2 separate regions of the Mus musculus genome follow, and region 1 is linked to region 2. A link is a contact called in public promoter capture Hi-C data. All regions are on one chromosome and are shown on one strand. The core of a region is the stretch at or near the end of the contact, and the rest is flanking DNA. Distances in the headings are between cores, read along the strand shown.

Region 1 (4,252 bases), core at 1,274-3,773, 940 kb before region 2:
GTCTGTTCAGTATTTCATTCATTATCAACACTTGATTCAATTCAGTAAGCATCAACACTTGATTCATTAAGTATCAACACTTGAAGTTCAATACTTTTCGTTCATCTCAAACATCCATGTATCCATTTATCCATTCATCAGGCATCAATTCCTGTGAAGGTGGCACACCGCGCTGTGAGAGATATTAGCGAGCATCACCCTGCATACCCCTGTTTGCCAGGAGCACCCTACCCAACCATGACTGTCATCTCCTCTCCAGCTAGGAGGTGCCTTACCTTACCCTATCAACACAGACCCATATGTGCAGGAGTAAAAGTGCTTTATAGAGAGATCATGACAGTGCCACTGAGCAGATCAAGATGTAGCCCAAAGCATGGAGGTGGCTTGCCTTCCCTCCCCCTGGGAAACAGAAGCTACAGCTCAGAGGTAGAATGCTTACCTACTGTTGGCAAGGTCCTGAGTTCAATGCCCTACACAGAGAAGGAAAACACAACAAGAGTTCTGCGTGACCTTTGGCAAGTACGGGTCCACTGAGCTGACTACAGAGTGGAGTCAAATTCTGACATTTAAAATATCAAAATATCACCAGGAGAAAGATCACTGCTAGCTCTTATATTGGAAAATCCGAACTTGGAAAGTTAATTGCACAAATAATATGTTATTTGTGTTCCATAGAGATGAACCTTCCTGAAGTAAGATGGACTAAATAAGGGCGATTAGGGTCAAGAGAAGAAAGGAAGTCTTGTTAGACGAGTACCATTTTGAGAGTTTTGACGTCTATTTTATCTATTTAGCATCCCAACCTATCCACCATTGCTACATTCATATTAGGTTAAAATAGAGTGGAAGCCATTTGTATAGGTCAAATTGGAAAGGGAAAGTGGACAGGCTAAGAGAATGATACCTGCTACTTTTGAAGTGTAGAGAGAAGAGCTACCTAAATGGCAAATAGGTAGACTTTGATTATACTCAATCTCTAGGATTTCACCAGGCAAGCAGATCAAGGGTGGAATAGGCATATTTAAATCATAAGCCCAAAGAACTACTTGCAATGCGACAGAAAAGTGAAAAAAAACAAACAAAACAAACAAAAACAAGGAAGAAAACCCCTCAGATAGGAAAAAAACCACCTGCATCGTGTCACACTGCTGGATGCCAAGAGTGTGGGAGAATCTTAAGGCTGGGCTCTTCTCTGGCAGTCAGAAAAATCCCAGGCCAGATGGCATTTTAAAATCTAAACTCGTGTGTCTGTGCCTCTCTCCCACTAACCTACATTATTTTTAAAGCAGTTACAGCCATTTCTACAAGATACGATAATGTGTTGGCCCCTTGAAGAAAACAAAAAGCAGTCTTAATTGCAGAGAGAGAGGGGAGAGAGAGATTAAAATGACAGAACTTATTAAAAAAACAAAAACAAAAACCAAAAAACCTCCCATTGCTAATGAAACGGAGCACCCCGCAGCAAGCACAGCTTTTCAAACCCGGCCCATTCACAAACACATTTAAACACAGCTCACTAACAAAACGCTGAACACATTCGCTTGCCAGTTCTTCAAGACTCACTCGCCACCACTGAAAAGTAACTTGAATTCCTTGGGTCTCTGGGCATAGTCTCTGCCTGGTGTCACCTGGTCCGCCCTGCCAGGAGCTCCCCCAAAGGAATCCCTGCAGGACTTGGGGACCCCCCCCCCCCAAGCCTCCACCTGCCCTCCGGGAGGACCCTTCTCTGTCCTCACTGGCAAGGAAACAAGAGTAGCATTGTCCTCAGCGCTGTGTAATTTGCAAGATAGAACCTCTGGCGCTCTGGGTCTCCAGCCCAGCCACCTGCCCAAGTCCTCGTCACTACACTCCAACTGAGATCGACTCAAAGGCTCCCCGACTGCGAGGAGGTGTGAACAATGAAGTTATCTGGCTCGGATTTCCCACACCCAGCCACGCCGCCCGGAGTCCGGCGGTGGGAAGTTGGGAACTGAGCCCGCGGGGTCAGTTCCACGAGCGTCCCCCCTCGGCCGCGCCCCTCGCGTCGTCTGCCCGGGGGCTGGCCCGTTACCTCCTTCCTGCGGCTGGGCGCCCCGGGGCGGGTGATGAGGGCCGTCTCCTCGCACACGACGGCCACGTCCTCCACGAACACGCAGTCGGGCAGGCTCTCGTCGGCGGGCAGCTGCACCACCTGCAGCCCCAGCTTGCTGCCCAGCACGCCCACGTAGAGCTCGTGCTGGCGCTCGGCGCGAGCGAAATCCACCTCCTCGCCCTGCGAGCGCCTCAGCGCGTGGCGGCACAGGGACTCGGGCGGAGCCCGCACCACGGCGTGGGTGGCCCGGCCGAAGGCGGAGGGGTGGCCGAGGCCGGCCATGGTTCGCGCGGAGAGGAGGCGACGGTGGCTGGGTTTGAGTCGGTGGCTCGGTCCTCCCGAGAGCAGCGCGCGCCCAGCCTGCGAGCCTGCGAGCCTGCGAGCGCCCGGCGGCTCCTCTTGGCAGCCGATGAATGTGCTGCTGCGGGAGCCCGGCTCGCGCCCGGAGCCCTGCCCGCGCCACTGAGCATGCCCAGAGCTCCGGGCGCCGGCCCAGCGCCCGCGGGCCTATTCCTATGCTCTCCGCATCTGCCGCAGACCGGCCTGGGTCAATCGGGATGCGGAGGCCAGGGACTTAATCAGCAATGACTCCCTCCGTGGTGTGTGTATCCCACCGCAGGTGCACGCCTCACATGGTCCCCATGAGGACCTGGAAATTAGGCAGTGCTGAACTGGACCTGCTGGAGAAGACTTCACGGTCAGGGGACCAGGTGAAGGGCGATTGTTTATGGATAAACTTTCCCTTTCTCTTCTTCTCTTTTTATCCAGCACGTGGAACCTCGGTTCTCAGCGTGGCAGCCTGTCTTCACCCAAATTACCTCGACTTTCTCCAAATTGACCAACTGCCCCACGTGAAACTCAGTATAGTATAAAGAATGCATTTCTTCCCACCCAGGAGAAAGTAACCCAAAAGACAGACACACAGTTACAATAAGTATCTAGGAACAGTGATACTTCAAGCCCACAAGGCAATTTAAAGTGGGAAGAATGCCTCTTCTTGTTTTCTCCGTTTTTCTTTAACTGCACTAGGCTTGTCATTCAATAAAGGAGTGTTTATCTAGAAACCAGCACACATACCTACCCTATCTCATCCCCATTCGAGGCTGAAGGCACAGAGATAGGGTGAGGGATGGTACTGTGGGCTTTAACAATGTCCTATTCCAGGCTTCCCAAGATACACTTCAAAGTCACTGTTTTAATAAACCTGTGGTCACAACAGACCTTGGGCGACATTTCACCCCTGATGAGCTTACAGCATCCATTCCGAGAAGGATCAACCACCTCATCCAGTCCCCACAACTACCTTAAACAACGAAGACTGCAAGAACCCAGCTGTATCTCACCAGGGCAGTGGGATTGGCAAAACCCTCGCCCCCCCACCCCCCACTTCCTCTCGCTAACATTCTCATCAGGACTCCAAAGATGGACTTGGGAGTCTCCGAACCCCGTAATGAAGCCACGTGGATGAAGTCTTTATCTGCTCTTCACCAACACGCTTCTTTTGAGGACTGGTGCTAGAGCTTAGTCCCCGGGGACGCCCAGAGCTTTTGCCCTAAAGCTCAGGTAACAAAGATTGACCCTAGAATACTTTTCTCAGTGCAATCAGTTCTGAAGAAAATGTGATTCCAATGTGTTTATTTCCAGAGCCTGCTAGAAGCAAGGAGCTAGCATTTTGTTCCCACAATAGAACTCTGCCCCCCCCACCCCCCACCCCCGCGGTCACAATTCAGTTCCTTGACCTTCGGAAGGAGATTCCAGCTTCCTTACAGCCTCGCCCTTCCTGTGGGAACACACCTTTCGGAATTCCTGTCACTTCTCGACCTTCCCTCTTTGCCGCTCAAGAATCCGTCCTTTCTTTGATGGTGATACAAAGCCTGTTCTTTTTCCTCTTTCACATATCAAAGTTTAAATAATCCAGGGGGTGTGCTCTTCTCAAGGAGACCACCTCCAAAATTCTGAAATAGTCTAAGGCGATAGTCTCCTCCCCCACGGGGTGCAGCACACTACTAACGTACAGGTCATTTCCATAATCAAGTATTATAATTGAACGAGGTGTGGTGGCTTGCACCTAAAACTCAAGTCCGATTGAGGCAGAGGGAGGCTTGAGGCTAGCATGGTCTACACAATGAGTTCTAGTTCAGTAGAGGATACATAAGAAGCTCTTGTCTTGGGTAAGCCACA
Region 2 (4,285 bases), core at 365-2,864:
GATGTTTCAGGCATTATTTTATTTAATGTTTGCAATGTTTTTGTTTTGTTTTGTTTGTTTTTAGAAAGATACTTGCTCTCCTCATTTTACAGCTATGGAAATTGGGAATGAGAGAGGCTAAGTTGTGATGGAGAGTTTTCTTGACAGAAGGAAAATGGTTGAGCTATTAAGGTGATACATTATGTATGCCCAAATTCACCCAAGATAAACAGATGGGGTGCCATAGCAGTGACTCAAGTAGATAGAAAGAAAAATGCTTATAGTGGGGACAGTGTGGGAAGATTTCACAGCCTTTATCAAGCTTGGACTGCAAGCTGGGACAGGCCCAATAGTTGAAGATAAGAACATGAAGGAAAGCTAAGTTTTCCCTGCAACCAGCTGGCTTTTCCCATAGCCTCGGGCAGCTCAGGGATTTCTCATTCCCAGCATAAACCCTGGAAGACTCTATTTACAGTTTTACAAATTAAAGCCATAAAAACAAATTTTAATTAGCAATCTTATGTCAGCATTGACACTTACAACAGCATGTGATGTTTAATAATAGTGTATAATTCTAGTTGAGTTTTTTAAGTGTCAAAGTCCTGCTTGAAGTGCTTTTCCTGCATTCTCTCATGTAGTACTCCCCAGATTGTATAACAGTTTTGTCACAGAGAAGATGAGAGTCTCCATTCCAGACAAGAGAATAGATTTCTCTTATGCTGTATTTTTAAGATTTTTTTTATCACTGTTAATTACATGTATGTGTGTATGACTGTGTGTGGTTGTGTGTGTATGAGTTCAGGTGCCAAAGCAGGCTAGAAGCGTTGAATTCCTGGAACCTAGGGTTACAGATGGATGGGAGTGCCTGGCTTGGTACTGGACACTGCAAGGGCACTGTGTGCTTAAGTGCTAACCCACAGCTCCATGTCCCACACCTGGGAATAAAAAGAAAAACACATTCTCATAATATTTCTGTCTTTAAAGAAACAAAATTTCTTACTACAGATGGCCCTAGGAAACTCTTTTCTTCTTCTTCTTCTTCTTCTTCTTCTTCTTCTTCTTCTTCTTCTTCTTCTTCTTCTTCTTCTTCTTCTTCTTCTTCTTCTTCTTCTTCTTCCTCTTCTTCTTCTTCTTCTGTTGTTTCTGGCTTTTCTTTTTAAAAGGGTCTACTCCATGTGTAACACAGCAATATAAGGCCCCATGCCCTGCTTCAGGAGTTATTACATTTAATCTTCACAACATTCCTTTTTAAAGACCTCATTGACCTCGTTTTGAGTCAGAAAAATTGAGGCTGAGAGAGAAGTTATACTCAGAAAAATAATCTCTTGCTAACAAAATATTTAAAATCTAGTAAGAAGATGTGTTATGTTGGTAAGATGAGCTTAAGCAACAAGACAGAGTACAACAGTGACTCGGGAAAGGTAAAAAACTTTAAGATACTCCAAGAAAAATAATGTGGGAGGATCTTACAGATAAGGTACATCAAGCCTGGGCTGGCACAGTGGAATACTGTCAACAGTTGGAGAAAAGGAAAGTCCCAAGAGATATCAGCATTTCTATCAAATTATGCAAATATTCTGGCCGTGATTCAAATTCCCGAGCGAGGCACACACATAAATGCCCTTCTGTGCTGCTCCTTCTCACTGGAGCAGTGCGACCATGGTGCCAGGGCTGCAGGTCCTTCTGTTCCTCACCCTGCATCTCCTGCAGAACACAGAGAGCTCCATGGTGCATCTCAACAGCAATGGATACGAGGGTGTGGTCATTGCCATTAACCCCAGTGTGCCAGAGGACGAAAGGCTCATCCCAAGCATAAAGGTAAGAAGGGGTTTTATTGTCAGGTCAATAATTCTGTTGCCTGCACATCCAAACTCACACACACAGTTACACACTCACACACACAGTTACACACTCACACACACGGTTTTACCCTCCCAAGGGGCGCTTTGACCGTCTTCATCATGCCTGCAGTATTATCTTCAGTCATGATGGGAATCTGCCTAGCATTATATTTTATTATATAATAAAATCTGTGTTTAACCTGTTAATAATTTATTAACTTGATAAGGTAAGAGACTTCAGAAGAAGAAGAGTTCTCACACTTTATCTTAGTAATGTTGGTTTACACAGTCTATACAGCAAATGTCCTGCCCACTCCTCCAGCTGCTCCTACGTGCTCAACTTTGGAAAACCGAAAATCCTTACCTATCTTACCTTGAAGGAAAACTTACACATGCTTAAAGCTGATGTGTTTCTAATTGCACTTGTTTAATAAAAATGTTTGCATCCTGTGTACTTTGTCCATAGGTCCTTGCAACATCTCCATGCAGTGCTTAGGAGCAGAAGGCTGGGTTCCTCTAAAAATTGAATGAATTATTTGTAGGATTGTAGCAAGTAGCAGGCAGAAGCAAACCAGTCTTATTTGTCTTTATTATTAGCTCTTGAGCCATGCCAGAGTGACTCAATGGGTTATAAATATAGCTGTGTATACATATGTGTAACAATAATAATTGAAGATGAGGTCGTGAATTTGTTAGGGAGAGTGAGGGTTGTGGGAGGAATGGGGGAAGGGTGTAGACACATTCGTATATAAAGTTTACCCAAAAAATGTGTGTTTTTTTAATAATCTGGTCATTTATTTATATGCTCTACTTGGGCAGTAACTCAAAATAAAACAAAAGCAATTTTAATTAACATAGAATATAATAATTACCAGACCTTAAGTTCCCTGTGAGTTTGAACAATGCAATTGTAAAAAAAATTGATTAACACACCACTTGCCTGCAGACTTCTGACTTTCATCCCTGTTATGCCTCACGTCGCATCTCCAATCCAACTGCCACCTGGAGGGGTGGGCAGGTGAAGGTCAGGGTTAGCTTTGGGCATGTGGAAATGAGTTTACGGATCCAAGAGATTCAGTTAAATGTATCCCAGTTTTTCAGTTACTCTGTGCACACACACTTGAGGAAGAGGAGCCTCCGTTTGCTTCTTCTGGTTTATGTATAGATGATTTATGCTCAGTTTGTTTCGAGATTGCTACCACAATGCACTTTTCATTTTCTCAGGAAATGGTAACTCAAGCTTCTACCTACCTGTTTGAAGCCAGCCAAGGAAGAGTTTATTTCAGGAACATAAGCATATTAGTCCCGATGACCTGGAAGTCAAAATCTGAGTACTTAATGCCAAAACGAGAATCGTACGACAAAGTAGGTTTCCTGTCCAGCTCCTAAACTGTTTCTTGTGGGTTTCCAAATGAATGTTTACAAGGTTTGATAATTGTTAACCATTAAGTTAGTAATAAGTATTAAAACTTTTTGTTGCTTTTGTGTGCTTGTGTGTACATCTGTGTGGACTATGTGTACACATTCACATGTTTGTGTATGTGTGTGGAAGCACACACATGCTCTCCCCAAGTGTGTGTGTGTGTGTGTGTGTGTGTGTGTGTGTGTGTGTGTGTGATCATGTAGGAGTCAGAGGTTAATATTAGGTGGTTTCCTCTATTTGCTTTGGACCTTTAACTTTTAAAGACAAGGTCTGTTACTGAACCTGAGAGTCATCAATTTGGGTAGGCTAGCTAGAGAACAATCTCTGGTAGTCTGTCTGTCTCTACCACTTCTCCAGTGGGGTTACAAACACACGTCACCATGCCCAGCTTTTGAGTGGGTATTGGGACCGAAACTCCCGTTCTTGTGCATAAACAGAAAGCACTTTACCCACGGAGCCCTCTACTCAACCCTAACTTTTATCACTTAAGTGAGACAGTCCTTGTTTGTAAAATCTCTTGATTCTAACATTTTGGAATCTGACTGGGTTTGCTGTTCTGCACTTTAGGCAGACGTCATAGTTGCGGATCCTCACCTGCAACATGGAGACGACCCCTACACCCTTCAGTATGGACAGTGTGGGGACAGAGGACAGTACATACACTTCACTCCAAACTTCCTACTCACTGATAACTTGCGTATCTATGGACCCCGAGGTAAAAATAACTACTTTATACTTCTTATTTCCACTGGGGAAAAGCAAACCACTACATTAATGTGGATTTCTAAGACTTTAAGAAAATTAAGCCTTCACTAACACCTGCGTTTGAAACTATGATAGTTATATCCCACCTATTTGTGCATTCAAATTAATACATAAAACGGGTCACTTGTTATAACAAGCATATTCAAATTTTTCAACTATTAAAAGTTATCAATTTCTTAGAGTTTGTAACGATTTCAATTTGGGAAATAGACAAAGCGATTAAAAATAAAAGGAAACTGTATTCAAATACTTAAACTTCAGTTTTGTAGATGACAGT

The links. Promoter capture Hi-C pulls out the DNA fragments that hold promoters and counts their contacts.
Region 1: a contact with region 2 is called in a promoter capture Hi-C map of hippocampal neurons, with 2.1 times the contacts expected there. The contact joins the promoter of Ddah1 here to the promoter of Clca3a2 in region 2. A contact is called at or near these places in 2 of 39 promoter capture datasets (the SN4741 cell line and hippocampal neurons).

Annotation. Positions count from the first base shown.
Region 1 is chr3:145,756,963-145,761,214 of GRCm38.p6, reverse strand. It overlaps Ddah1 (dimethylarginine dimethylaminohydrolase 1), which reads right to left and starts at 2,523. Exons shown (of 6, transcript NM_026993.3): 1 at 2,051-2,523. The coding sequence starts at 2,353.
Region 2 is chr3:144,816,823-144,821,107 of GRCm38.p6, reverse strand. It overlaps Clca3a2 (chloride channel accessory 3A2), which reads left to right and starts at 1,614. Exons shown (of 14, transcript NM_030601.3): 1 at 1,614-1,797; 2 at 3,045-3,185; 3 at 3,811-3,958. The coding sequence starts at 1,639.